4 separate regions of the Mus musculus genome follow, and all the other regions are linked to region 1. Evidence: chromatin contacts called from public HiChIP or PLAC-seq and promoter capture Hi-C data. All regions are on one chromosome and are shown on one strand. Each heading gives the region's core, a stretch centred on a gene start, on an enhancer-like site or on the middle of the called end of the contact. The rest is flanking DNA. Distances are from core to core; before and after follow the strand shown.

Region 1 (3,426 bases), core at 451-2,950:
AATATGAGAAAAAGTAAAGTCCGCTAGTGAGAAGCATGAATCACTCCAGGTCCCAAGATGCTGACTTCTAACCCGGTTCCCGAAAGGATGTGTGTGTTCAAAAACAGAGACAGAGGTGAAAGGCCTCAGGCTTGCTTCCCTCCAACGGAAGGATGCCTGGCTGGGCTCTGGCCTGGAGTTCTCTAATTAGCAAGTAAATACAGAAGAAGGAGGGCTTACTCAGCACACTGACTGCCAACACCTGACACCCGGGAGCTCCTGGGTATAGGTGGAGGCCAGCATGAGCTACACAGGGAAACATTCAGGAGACAGAAACAGGAAGATCTCTTTTGAGTTTGAAGTCAGCCTGGTCTTAAACTCCAGGACAGCTTGGACCACAAAGGAACCTTGTCTAAAAAAAAAGGGGGGGGGGCCGCTGTGGGGGTGTGGAGAGAGTAAGTAACTCACTGGTAGAGCATCTGCCTAGTGGACAACAGCCCCTGGGCTGCGTCACCAAAATATAACATATAACCCTCTGTCTCCACTAACCCGAGGCAGAAGGCATGGCCACTCCAGTACACACCAGGCATTCACTTCCTGCCTAACCGCACCAAAAGGTTACAACTCTTGTTGTAGTTACCAGCTACAAAATATAATAAAGTAAGTTGTCTACTCTTGGCACAGGGCGAACAGGTGCTCATTCAATATCCGGGATGGTGCAGGCAGGACCCAAGGCTGAGCTGAAATTAAAGGTAAGGACCTCGCAGGCAAGATATTTCTGGGCTCGGCTGCTGAGCATGGTACCATGGCATTAGTCCAGATGCTTGCCCTGCTCCTGGGGTCTCTCACCTGAGCCAACACAGTGGTCATCTCCAGGCCAGTCAAGAGCACAGAATGCCAGGCTCCAACGTTTATCTCCCGTTGGATAAAACTGCCCCCAGCAGGGCAGGTGAGTGTGGGAAAACTGTTCAATTTGAAATGGGCAACCCTGGCCTTCCCACGCACCAACTGCCGAGACCACGGCGATGGAGTGGAAGGGCATGCGGCCGGGCGAACATTGGAAGCCCGGAGCGGCCAGCCTTGCTCTTACTCCGGTGCAGCTCTCACGAGCGCCCGCTGAGCCTCACGCGCAGCACCACGCGTGCAACTGTGCGCACGGCACGCGAAAGGATGGCCGCGTCAGGGAGTGAGGCCCTTGCGAACCAAGAACCAGCACCCAAGTTCCGGGTTCTCGAGCCGTGGGCGGGGCTACACCCGGGGCGGGGCTACCCCGGAGGCGGAGCCTTGGTGTGGCGGGAGGCACAGCCGGGGGTGGGGCTAGCGCGCTGCCCGGGGCGGAGTGCAATGCTGGTGGGGGAGGGGCGCGGGTCGGTGGGGGAGGGGCGCTGAGGCTCGGGCGCGGCCCCGCGGGCCCTTTTTGCGCGCGGCCCGGCCTGCGTTCCGCGGAATCTGCTGCGGCTTGCGTACCGGGCTTACCTTGGGCTTCTCTTCCGACATGGTTGCGCAGCGACGGCGGCGGCAAGCGCAGCGGGAACCGGTGGCACTGGAGCGGGCGAGTCACGCTCTCTGCCCCGCCGCTCTCCCGCCGCAACTGTCGCGGGGCCGCGCTTTATCCCTAAATCCCGGCGCGCTGGTTGGTCGCGCGGAGTCACGTGGTCGGGCGCGTGCACGAGGCGCGCGCCCCGCGCCGCGGGTGCGCGCTGGCCAGCCGCGATTCAGGACGGTTGCGAATGCGTCACGGGGCGGGTCAGGCGCCCGGGTGCGCGCAGAGCCCCGGGGACGCGCGACTCAAGGTCCTAGGCCCAGAGACCCCGGATGTGGGTGCAAGACTGCGCGTCCACGCAGGGAGGCACGGGAGGAGTGGGGGCGCTGTGTGCTAGGTCAGGACCCAGAGGAACGTTTTGGCCCAACCAGTAGCCTCTTCACCACCCACATTTGGGGACTTTTTCTTATATGCAGGCTGCATTTGGGTAAGAGAGGGCAAAGAAACTCAGGCTAACCCTTTCAGGTGGTCCGGAAGACGAATAAGGAGGTTACCAGGCATGGTTTATGGACCACACACTCCTGGAACAGGCCTCTGGCCTTTAATTTGAATGTCACAGGAGGGCTCATGTCTAGAAAAGGCATCCTTTGAGGACACAGAGGATGGCTTCTGTTGGCCCAGAAAGCCAGCACATGCTCCCATTTCATCTTTTTTCATTTGATTTCCTGGATGGGGTGGACCAGCCTCCACAAGGGCCATTCCCAAGATGGCTCTCCAGAAGGACAAGCTCTTCCCCTTCATTCTCACTATCTAGCTGCCTTTCTCCCTCCTTACGTAGTCCCAAAGTAACCACTAGGTGGCTTGGGTGGGTGAGAGTGACAGGCACAGAAAGCTTCCCTTCTGACCTACCATTTGCTGTTTCTGGAATGCTATTGTGGACACTAATAACCCATTTTACACAGCACACCAAGATGCCTAGAAGTTTAATAACATGCCCAAGGAGTCAACTAGATAAGCAAAACAAGGGAAGCTTGAGCTGGAAGATCCATCGGGAGCCCTGGCTAAGGGGTCAAGAGTGTCCTTTCCTTGTATCTTGGCGTGAGTTTTTAGAATGCAGCCCACAGGCCCTCTGTGTCTGTCTGCTAACACCTGCAAATCAGGCCAGTCAGGGCTGACACAGTCACCCACAGTCGTCTCAGGAAGGTGTTGATTGGCCGTGTTCCAGGACCACACAGCAGCCTCCAGAGAAGTGGCGCTCTGTTTGACAGAAGTATGTTTCTGTTCCAAGGAAGGGCCAGCAGACAAGTATCCCCACTTCCTGGTAATACTGCAAAGCTACTAAGCCAAGTGTCTGTGAAGCCAACCTTTTTTAGCCTTTCCCCTGTACACATGACCTTTCTTCGAGAAGTTTGTCAAGGTCTTCCACAAGGACGCATTTGGAACTCATCCCACACCCAGACCAGACCAAGGTATGGATTTTCCTCAAATACAGATCATGGTCATCCTTAGCTGAACATATCTCTGGAATGTCCAGCTCAGACTGTGTAACTGGGAGACAGGACTCCAGAAACCAGGCTGACTGAAGCAGTTGTTGGAGATCAGAGCACACCTTCCCTCCACTATTAGCTGTGAGTGACTCGGGGCAGGCAGTGTTCAGACCACAGTGTACCACCAGCTCTAAGATGCCAAGCATTATAAAGTGTTGTATTAACAGTTTATAGGATACAAGAATCAAACCTGAGGGTCTGTGGCTGAGGGCATCTGTTACCAAGTGATCGGAGAACAACACGTGCAGCACAGGATGGATGAACTCGGCACCTACGTGAGCTGCAGCAAGAAACAGCCACACTGCGATCCATTCACACCATATGATGACCCATTCACACACTGAAAGCCTACCATTATGCAAAGTGAACAACCGGTAACAGGAAGATGCTCACTCGTGTGTATTTCAAAGCCTGTTC
Region 2 (3,426 bases), core at 676-3,175, 1.2 Mb after region 1:
CTTTGGGCATCCTTGTTTTTTAAAAAAATCAAGTATCTGACTTAGCTGTAATCACATGGGTGTGTGTCTGGGTCCTCGCTTCTCTTCTACCAGAGTACCTGGTTTTGTCCCAGTGTTCTTATTACAGAAACAGTACATCTTCCCAGAGAGAAATCAGAGATGATGGAAGGAAGCTCTTTATTGCTCTTTGTCCTGCTGGGGAGAGCTAGCCTTCAGTACAAGATTTTACTAACATATACATTTTAGGCTTCTGCCGGCCACAAATATAAACACAGCATCCTTAAATCTCTTTCAGGTCCAGGCCCAGGTTACACTTTGAAAAACGTAAACAGAGACAGGAGACTGCAAGTTTAAAGCAGATAGATTTAGGCAGAAAAGATACTGTGTATAGCCAGATTTATTTTAAGTACAACCCTGATGTTGTTCCTTTTGAATACTTGTCGTCTGGTCAGCCATCTTGCCCACCTGGCGGATTATACTTTTCCTGGTCAGAGCACACAGGCTTTAGTGGTGGCCCTAGACTTGGCTGTGCTGCTGCTGAGCTATCCTTTAGCCATCTCTTGTGTGCCAAGGCTGTTTGCTTTGTTGCAGGAGTGGAGCCTAATGGCTGGTTAATCTTTCACCTCCTAGTATCCTAAATTTCTCTTGTCTCTTAACAGGCCTGGCTAGCACACTACTTACTTACCTTTGGGATATTTTGGAGTCAGTGCTCCTTTAGCTAACTTGTACTTTGTGTGACTGCATGGTTCCTGAGGAACTCTACTAGTAAGGCCTTTATCCTATGTCACGATGTTATTTTATTCCTGCGGTTCTATCGTGTCATCTGAAGTCAGGGGTGGTGATACTTCTCTTCCTCTTTGTTCAAGACTGAGATTGTAACTGGGAGTTCCATTGGCTTCACATTGGCTGTGTAGATGGCTGTGTAGGATGGCCAGTTTCACAATTGAGTGAAAGGATGAAGTAAAGGGGGGGGACATGGCCATCCCTACAGCATGGAAGAGAGTTTTAGTGCAGGTGTAAGGGAGAAAGCAGGCTGAGGGAAGAGTCCAGGCTGAGCGTGGCCAGCAGATGGGGAGGGAGAGGGAGAGGGAGAGAGAGGAGCTGCTGACCAACAGAACAGGGGAGCCCAAATGGCTGAGTTATATATGGATCAGGTGCAATGGGGGGGGGGGGGTGTAGAAGTCCAGCCCCTGGGAGGGCTGGGAGGGAGAGATTTAGGGTGGGGATAGAGTGAGGAGTCCTGGGAGGAGGCACGGGTACCAAATGAGACTTATCCTGGGCTTGATTGAGACCTAGGAACAATATTAATTCTTAAACTCCACGAATATGGAAGAGCCTCCTCCCATCCTCTCGTGTGTTAGATCTCAAGTCTGTCACTGTCAGAGACAGATGTTTAATAACTTTAACTCCTTTGAGCTGACCCAGTGGTCTTTTATTCTTCCTTTTCTTTTTCTTTCTTTTCTTCCTTTTTTTGTTTTTTTTTTTTTGTTTGTTTTGTTTTTCGAGACAGGGTTTCTCTGTGTAGCCCTGGCTGTCCTGGAGCTCACTCTGTAGACCAGGCTGGCCTTGAACTCAGAAATCCTTCTGTCTCTGCCTCCCAAGTACTGAGATTAAAGGCATGCGCCACCACTACCCAGCTCTTTTATTCTTTCTTAATGAGTGTCTCAGGCATGCAGCCAGCTGGGATGGAGGAGTGTTTTACACCCAACAGACGGGCAGATATTATTGCTTAATTTGTCCACAACCATACTGAATTTATTTCTGCTTTGCTCTGTCACTCAGAGTTGTGGATAATTCTGTTTCTCCTTTCAGTTGTGTCTGGATTCCTTTGTTCTCAGATTTTGTTAGTAGACCAAGGTAAAGAAAAGTCTGTACTCATGGCATTGTGCCTGATGACTCAGACCCGTGGTCTGCTGGGTGTGCAGGACCAGGACGTGCCTGGGAGCTGGTGAGAACCTCACTCCAGAGCCCCGCTTGTAAGGTTCCTTGTTTAGAGTGCCCATTGGACTTTTTGTTTCTCCTGAAGGTTACATCTCTTTGATGGTGATAAAGCCTGCTGAGCTTTTGTGGGCTTTAGTCACAGTTGTGGGTAGTACCTGGTCTAGAGGGTTAGCTAGCACAGAGGTGAGAATGCTATCTTTGTTTTTTTTGTTTTTTTCCTCGAGTCAGGGTTTCTCTGTATAGCCCTGGCTGTCCTGGAACTCACTCTGTAGACCAGGCTGGCCTCGAACTCAGAAATCCTCCTGCCTCTGCCTCCCGAGTGCTGGGATTAAAGGCGTGTGCCACCACGCCCGGCTGAGAATGCTATCTTTGATGGGTAGATTAAAGAGGGGCAGCAGATGAACTGGTGGAATCCCTCCTTCATGTTCACGGTGTTCCTGTCAGTGACTGACACCTCACCCAGATCATATGGTCTTTTCCTTTTTCTGATTGGCCGCCTTAGCCTCTGACTCTCCTCCTGGGGGCCCCTCTGTGTGCCCCCAACTGTTTCTTGTTTGTTCTTGTTAAAATGTTCCTGTTGTACATCGATATCTCAGTAAATAAGAGTGAGTGTTCCCCTGATCTGACGACTGGAGCAGAACTGAAGTTGTGCCCAGCATGACAGGGGACAACACAGTTGCCATGTGGCTGATGGCTAGTAACACCTCCCTGGATTCCAGCCCTCGGATGACATTTTCCCAGTTCCTACCCTCATCTGAGGCAGGCCACCCCACAGTAGTCCTCAGCCAGCTGTGGTAGAGATGACGTGTTTGAGTATGGCCCTTTTCTTTCAGATTGCGTTACTGTCCTCTGAGTCATCTTTCTCAGGATGTTCCTATTTAAGAACACCTCCTTAGAAGGCTGGGAGATGGGTTGGTTAGTGACGTGCTTGCTATGCAAGCATGAAGTTCTGCACTCATCTGCAGACAGACGTGAGCTAGGGCCTGGTGGCACATCCCTGTAACCCCACCAATCACGAGGCAGAGCCAGGTAGTTTTGAGGCCAGCTGGATATCAAGTTCCAGGAGAGCACGAGCTGCCCAGTGAGACTATGCAGGTTGTAGTGGCACATGGACCTGTAATCCATCCCTGGGCCAGGAAACAGACTAGCGGGTCTCTGAGGTTAACTAGCCAACTAGCCTAGCCTATTGTGTAAACCCAAGGGCCCTGTTAGTGACCCCATCCTTTAAAAATCCTGAGGAATAACACACCCAAAGTTTACCTCTGACCTTCACCTGCAGGTACATACCTATACCCCTCCCCCATGGAAAAAGAAAGGCTCTATAGAGTTGTCAGCTGTGGTTTTTTTTTTTTTTTTCTTTAACAGAGGCAAAGCAAGTCTTCATTGAAGCAAGATGGGACAGATTTGCAGAGTTCTCTACGGCACTCAGACCCAGAGTGGCACTCGCAGACTACAAGTGGGGACACAAACACCTGCAATATCAAA
Region 3 (3,426 bases), core at 511-3,010, 1.1 Mb after region 1:
GATGGCTTCCTCACATCCTTGGCGGAGGCTTGGTTTGTTAGCTGGGAAGGGCTCCCCCAAAGATCCTGGTGACGCTGTGGGGAAAGTACTGAAGCTACTGTTTGAGCTTCCAAACGCTGACGTAGAAACCCTCTTCTCTTCTTCTACATTTTGGTTAGACAAAGGAGAGGCAAAGGCAGGAGTATTACTAGTAACTGGTTTCGAAAAGATAAAACTTGAGCTAGTCACCGAACTATTTGTCACCTGTGGGAAAGAAAAAGGGGTCAGGCCTCCAGACCCGCTACCAACGGGATGGGAAAATGTAAAAAATCCAGAAGAAATCTGGCTCTGGGTTTTTTCTGGCTCTGACTCAGGCCCCGGTATCGGTTTGAAGACTGCATTTTCCAGAGGTTTAAACTTGAATTCCGTCTTCCGAAAGCCAGAACCTGCTACTTCTCCGGTTTCTGGCCCAAAAGTAGCGCCACTTGGGAAAACCCCAACACTAGAGGTTGACTTAAAGCTGAATGCCGTATTGCCGGGCACAGAGGAACTCGAAGTAGCTGCGAAAGAAGGTGTGGATTCGAGACTAGAGAAGAGTCCCACACTTGAGGTTTGGGTGAGTCCAAATGCTGGCAAGGAGGAAGAATGGCTTCCTCCAGAGGGTGTTGCAAAGCTTGGTACTTGTGAAAACGCCAGGCTCTTGCTGGGTGTGCTGTTCTGTCCAAAAAGGGAAGGCTGGCCAAATCGAAATGGTGATTTAGTCTGATATGTTCCCGTGGTGCTGGAAGATACCGCAAAAGCACTGGGCTGCTGCCCTCCGAAGGGGTTCACCGGGTGCATCTTCAAGCCAATTATCTGAAGGCAATAAATATGGACTATACACAAGTAGCTCTCCTCTTTAAATTATCTGTTGCCAGGGGAAGCTCTCCTTCATCCTCAGGATGACCTGGAAAAAAAAAAAAAGGTTAGGACATCACAGCATATTTTGCTCCAACTCTTAAATCACAGAAATTCTAAGACAATTATTTAAAAGGCAAGGGCACAACGGGCCGCCGACCACTCACAGATCAACAGGTTTTGGACACAGGGTATTAGAAATGGATTATGGTGTAAGGGAGGTTTAAAGATTTTTTTTTCTTTTTCTTTTCATTAAAGACAAGGTCTCGTAAAACGGGCTTGGTGGCGCATGCCTTTAATCCCAGCACTCGGGAGGCAGAGGCAGGCAGATTTCTGAGTTCAAGGCCAGCCTGGTCTACAAAGTGAGTTCCAGGCCAGCCAGGGCTATACAGAGAAACCCTGTCTCGAAAAACCAAAAAAAAAAAAAAAAAAAAAAGACAAGGTCTCGCTTAGCCCAGGCTTGCCTCAAGCTTACTACAATCAAGCACAACCTTAAGTTCCTTTCTTCTGCCTCGGTCTCCCTTCTGCTGGGACCACAGGTGTGCTCCAGCAGGCTTAGGTGAAGCCTGATCCGTTATGATTAAAATAAAAATGCAAAGCATTTTATTCAATTGATACCTTCTCGGGGAAAAAACAAGCAAACAAACAAACAAACAAAACCTCAGTAATAAGACGGGAACACATCACTTATCAGATTCTTGCGATCTCCAAGGCAAAATAAATAAATAAATAAATAAAAACACAAAAACCGTAATTTAAAATGTTACTGCTTTGGGTTCCTACCATCTCATTTTTCTCCCGGTAACTCGAACTTGCGATGCCCTGGTCTAGAAATAATAGCTTTTTATCCCCGATGCTTAACACTCCGGAAGCCGGCCGCTAGGTTAACAGACGCCTTCGAGCGAAGACTAGTGAAGGCCTTCAGCAACTCGGCAAAGACACAAGGGACAGCGGAGGCCGCGGAGGGAGGAGCAAGTCCGCCAGATACGGCCACTGTCGCCAGCGCTTGTGCTCGCCCACAGTCTGCGTGCAGCCTCTACCGGGCCCACCGCACCGCAACAAACCGGCCACTGGAGCGGGCTCTTGGGTGTGCGCTACGGACATCAAATTTGTAGGACCAACTTCCGGTCCTCCGCATCCGGCTTCCGCTCTCTGGGGTGTGCTGCTGCTGATCTTCCGGCAGGCGGCCCGCCAGACCCCCGACCTTCTTCACGGTCGGATTCGGTAAGTGCACGGCGATCCCGCATTGTGCGGCGTGGAAGCCCCTCGTTCGTGCGTGGATCCTCCAGCCTGAGTGCCCGAGAGACGCTGGACCCACAGCGACCCCATTTGCTCACCCACACTCATCCTCACCTGGTCCTGCACCATTGCAACCGCCCCAAACCACTTGCCTTATTCTGCACGTTGTGCCCAGTCTACCCTGTTTATTAGTTTCCTAGGGTAAATAAAGGTGATTTCCCTTAGCATTGCCACCAGATAAATCCCATCAAATAAAGTTTTATTGTGAGCGCGTGTGTGTTTTTACATAACTTATCACTCTCTAGTAGTTACGGGTCTTTTCTCGAACTTTAACCACAGGTTCCTTCCAACCATTTTTTTTTTTTTTTAAAGGGCTGGGTGTTCTTCCCGAAATGAGTTTGGTGATTAAAAATCTGCAGCGGGTGGTCCCCATCAGAAGAGTGCCACTTCGCAGGAAGATGGATTTAGTCAGGAGTATCTTAGGAGTGAAGAAATTTGACCTGGGGATCATCTGTGTTGACAACAAGACTATTCAGAACATTAATAGGATCTACAGGAATAAAAATGTCCCAACTGACGTGCTTTCTTTCTCATTTCATGAGGTAAATATGTATACCTCATATTTAAAATAAATATATATGTATGTATATATGTTCTTCTCGTACAGCTTACCTTCCTTCCAGAATAGTTCCTGTTAATTACATTACAGATCTGGTTATCTTTGATTTTGAAGTTTTCTGGAAATGCACTGAAGTCTAGCCTGGTGTGACTGTGCATGCCTTTAATCCCATCTATCCAAGAGGCAGAGGCAGTCGAATCTTTGTGAGTTCAAAGCCACCTTTGGTCTGCCTGGTTAGTTTAAGGCCAGACAAAAGCCACATAAGAAGCCCCTTTCTCAGCCGGGTGGCAGTGGTGGCACACACCTTTAGTCCTAATGCTTGGGAGGCAGAGAAAAGCAGATCTCTGAATTCAAGTCCACCCTGGTGTTACAGAGTGATTAACAGGACAGCCAGGGCTACAAAGAGAAACTCGGTCCAAAAAAAAATCCTCTCTATCTCAAAAACAAGCAAATAAAAAACAGAAATGAAGCAATATGACATAGACCCATTAAGTATGTCTAGCCCTAAACATCACAATTCCTCTATGCAGGGACCACTCTCACTAACTCAGTGCCCTCAGGAAATTCAAATAAGAGTGTCTGCAGTTTTAAGTGTACCTCAGTAGTAAATGCTTGGACAGAAAAGTAAAAACTGGTAAGCATTATCAACAGATTCCCTTGCGATAGATAGCTACAAGGAACCACATTGTCTA
Region 4 (3,426 bases), core at 376-2,875, 1.0 Mb after region 1:
TGGAATGCCTCCGCCTCCCGTGGTAGCAGAGCATCCGCTCCACATCCAGAACATTGTGCCTGGCTCCTCTTAACCTTGACAAACCTGTTATCTACTCCTTACTGCGACCTCTGAAAGCTGCTCCCAGAGAACAGACAGAGGTCATGGCCTTTTGCCAGGCTCCGTGTGTCCACTAACCTTTGGCTCTACCCACTCCCCACCCCACCCCCACCCCACCCCCGCCACTGTGTTTGCTTTAGAGGCAGTTGACACATTTGCTTCCCAGCTCTTTGTCCTCTTCTGGCTCCCCCAGGCCTTAGTCTAGTCAAGACCTTGGGATGAGGAGCCCCTGTAGATGATCATAGAACCACTGGATCCAAAAAGAGAGGTAGCCACTCTAGAGGGCAGCTGATCTCCATAGCCTATGTCCTAAGGCTGTCTCCCTGCCTTCCCCCCAACCTGTTCCTGGGAATAGATACCAAGGCCACGCTTGACTTACACCGCATGGCCATGCATGCCCTGGGCCTGCCCCTCAACCAGAACGCCTTGTCACCAGCTCAGCCTGGAAGCTGAACCACAAGAGCCCGGGCTCAGCCTGAGCTGCCTCACCCTTGTGCTTGCTCATGTCGATGAGCTGTGAGGCCGTACGCGCAGCATGGAGGGCCCCCTCTACGACACACTCTGGCTGCCCCACGAAAGTGTAGACAGTGCGGTTGGTGGAGGGTCCGGCATCGACGTCCAACAGCACACAGCCTGGGGTCTGGGAGATGGCTCGAGAGATGGCATCAATCACCTGGAGAGAGAGGCCCGACACCGTGCCTCAGTCCCCACTTGGAAAGGCTGTAAACCCACACCCGCGTGTGATCTCAAGCAGGTAGTTTGGCCAGTTCCCCCAAAGAGCTGACCTTCATTCAGTCCAAGAACCCACATGGCACAACAAGGAAGGCCCCCCATGGGAGTGGCCATGATCACCCCAGGTTGAGGTTGGCCCAAAAAAATAAATAATGGGCCTTTTGCCAACACCCAGATACTCAGAGAAGGTGGACGGAGTCACATCCTTCTGGTGGGGACAGCCAGGGTAGGGACAGTCTGCTAATATGAGAGGTCAAAACTGGGGCCCAGAGCCCAAACCCTATCATGAGGACTGCTCTGTGCCTCAGTTTTTCCATCATGTAAGGGGGTTGATAATAGTGCCTGCCTCTCAAGGCTTCAGGGGTGAGGAAGGAGTTAATATATATGTGGGGGGTGACCTTTCCTGTGACCTCTGCCCTCTGCATCTCTCTATTCAGGGTACTTCGTTTTCAGGTAGGAACACTGCAGTCAAAGGATTCACTAGGCCCCTACCAGGAGCACTCCAAAATCCCCAGGCCCCCTGCCATTCCTCCAGAGTGTTCCAGAGCTGACAGAAATGGTTCCTGAGAGGGATCCAACAGGGCTGTGGCCCTGCCTGTTCTGGGAAGGCAATCTTCTCCCACACCAAACTCACTCCCTTCCTGGGACCAGAGCACCCACACAGCCCTGGAAGGAACCTCACCTCCTGGTTGTTCCCCTCTGAGAAGTTGGGGACACATTCCACCAACTGAGACATGGCCAGCACCTGAGTCCAGAGGTTCCTCTCAAGAGGCTGTAGAGGGACACAGAGTGACAACTCTCTGATGGCCCTGGGGCCTTTATACCTCCCCACAGTTAGTTTCTTATTAACCAGGGACAGTGCGATGGGAGCTGAAGAATGCAGGGGTGCTCTCTGGGATGAGCTTGACAAAAAGCACATGAACAGCGTCAGAGGGGCACAGGCCGAGGACCCCAGGAGGCCTAGAGGGACAAAGTTCAGGCTAGGGCATCAAGCCAACTTGAGCTCAAGGCCCAGCTTGGGCCAGGGTTGCCTCTTGACCATCCAGGTGACCCTGTATTGCCCTCAGAGTGTGGCCTTTCTGGAAGAGGCCCCATGGGACTTCTGGCTTAGTAACTCTTCATGTCGGGCCTGGTCCTCAGGGAGGTGGGGGAGGAGAAGCCATGTGTGAAGCCCAGCATAAAGCCTGGTCCTCCCCAGAAGTCGGCTTAGCTCAGAGAGGCAGGAGAGAGCATGGGGTGGGAGCAAGAATGTGTTTGACCATGGGGATTTATGTATGAGTGTTTGTGTGTACAGTTCATGGGTTAGATGTACATATGGGTGAACTGAGTAGGTGAGTGTGTGTATGTGTACGTGAGTGTATACAAGGGCATATGGGAATATGTAGGGGTTGGTGTGAATACACATGAGGGTGCTAATGTGTATATATGTGGGCCTGAGGTTTTCCACGGAGATCTCTGGCCAGGCCTGGTGCGAGGTTTCCTGCGAAGGGAAGCGAATGCAGGCAGGGAGGGGAAGTCACTTGCCCGCTTCTGCTGCACTGTCGGTCAATCAGCTCCACCTCCGTCTCTGCCATGCTGTAATTCCATGCCGCCCTGCACTAAGTCGGGTCGGGCTGGGCAGACAAGAAGCTGACTAGCCAGTGAGGAGTGTGGCAGGGCCTCAGGTGGCTCTTCAGGAGAACAGATCTCTCGCCAAGTGTTACAGCTCTTAGGACAAAGGCTCGGGTGGCGGAGTAGTTCTCGCACATCTTTATTCCCTGGAACGGACTTATATACAGTTTTGGGGATGATTTGGGGTTTTGACAGCAGGTACTTCTCATTGGCTTGGACTGAGAGTTTGGGGAAACCTTATTTGCATGTGGGAGGGCTTGGTGCAGCTACTACTTGATGGATGCCCATACCTCTCTGCAGGGGGCTGTGGGAGGCTGTAGCTACATGACAGGAGCCAGGTGCCCAGGAGGCATGGCCGAACTCCTGCCATCCCATGCAGGTGGAAATCTCCGCCCTCTGGGGCTCCGGGGTTCCAGACCTATGCTCAACTGGGGACCAGGTTATCTGTGCATAGCCCACCACCCCACACATATATAAGTAGATGTTAGACTATATGCACTGTGGGGCTGATGGCATGTGTATGGATGCTGGCATTTGCAAGTGGATGGATGTTAATGTGTGCATCAACCATAATGTAGGAAAGATGGATGCTGATGTGGACAAACCTATGATGTGTATGCGTCCTTGCTGTTCTGTTGTTATGATAAAAAGCTCTTACCAAAAGCAACCTGGGGAAGGAAAGGGTTTATTTGATCTTATACTTGTAGATCCCAATCCATTGGGAATAGTTCTATCTGTAATAGACTGAGCCCTCCTACAGCAATCAATAAAATCAAGCCAATTCCTGGCGCTGGAGAAATGGCTCAAATAGTTAAGAGGGTTCAATTCTCAACACCCACACGGCAGCTTACAACCATCTGTAACTCTAGTTCCAGAGGATCTGACACCCTTTCCTGGCCTCTGTGGGTGCAGGCATGCATATGGCCCACATACGTACATACAGGCAAAATAGGCACACACATAAATCTAAAAAAACAAACTTAA

Evidence for each region. Promoter capture Hi-C pulls out the DNA fragments that hold promoters and counts their contacts. HiChIP or PLAC-seq counts read pairs in DNA pulled down with a chosen protein or histone mark.
Region 2: a contact with region 1 is called in a FOXA1 HiChIP or PLAC-seq map of pancreatic cancer cells. The contact joins the enhancer-like site here to the promoter of Sumo3 in region 1. A contact is called at or near these places in 8 of 39 promoter capture datasets (the C10 cell line, the HPC-7 cell line, cranial neural crest and 4 more), 2 of 484 Hi-C or Micro-C datasets (both in embryonic stem cells), 1 of 115 datasets of contacts at active chromatin or transcription factors (pancreatic cancer cells) and 2 of 9 other capture datasets (adipose tissue and embryonic stem cells).
Region 3: a contact with region 1 is called in a promoter capture Hi-C map of pre-B cells. The contact joins the promoter of Ybey here to the promoter of Sumo3 in region 1. A contact is called at or near these places in 3 of 39 promoter capture datasets (the C10 cell line, liver and pre-B cells), 1 of 484 Hi-C or Micro-C datasets (B cells) and 1 of 9 other capture datasets (liver).
Region 4: a promoter capture Hi-C map of liver shows a contact between it and region 1, with 2.1 times the contacts expected there. The contact joins the promoter of Ftcd here to the promoter of Sumo3 in region 1.

What each region holds. Positions count from the first base shown.
Region 1 is chr10:77,604,371-77,607,796 of GRCm38.p6, reverse strand. Sumo3 (small ubiquitin-like modifier 3) reads right to left here and starts at 1,700. Exons shown (of 4, transcript NM_019929.4): 1 at 1,456-1,700. The coding sequence starts at 1,476.
Region 2 is chr10:76,357,035-76,360,460 of GRCm38.p6, reverse strand. It overlaps Pcnt (pericentrin (kendrin)), which reads left to right. Exons shown (of 42, transcript NM_008787.3): 37 at 3,307-3,426. Among named protein-coding and RNA genes, the nearest start is that of Gm40699, 13 kb to the right of the region's middle. Within about 2 kb of position 1,925, at least 47 of the 459 cell types and tissues checked have an H3K27ac peak or open chromatin away from gene starts, as enhancers often do. A contact at or near this core is called in pancreatic cancer cells, where this site is marked.
Region 3 is chr10:76,467,448-76,470,873 of GRCm38.p6, reverse strand. It overlaps Ybey (ybeY metallopeptidase), which reads left to right and starts at 1,760. Exons shown (of 5, transcript NM_172550.4): 1 at 1,760-2,100; 2 at 2,488-2,717. The coding sequence starts at 2,508. Mcm3ap (minichromosome maintenance complex component 3 associated protein) reads right to left here and starts at 1,972. Exons shown (of 29, transcript NM_019434.3): 1 at 1,660-1,972; 2 at 1-925. The coding sequence starts at 819.
Region 4 is chr10:76,573,847-76,577,272 of GRCm38.p6, reverse strand. Ftcd (formiminotransferase cyclodeaminase) reads right to left here and starts at 1,625. Exons shown (of 14, transcript NM_080845.2): 1 at 1,514-1,625; 2 at 589-772. The coding sequence starts at 1,567.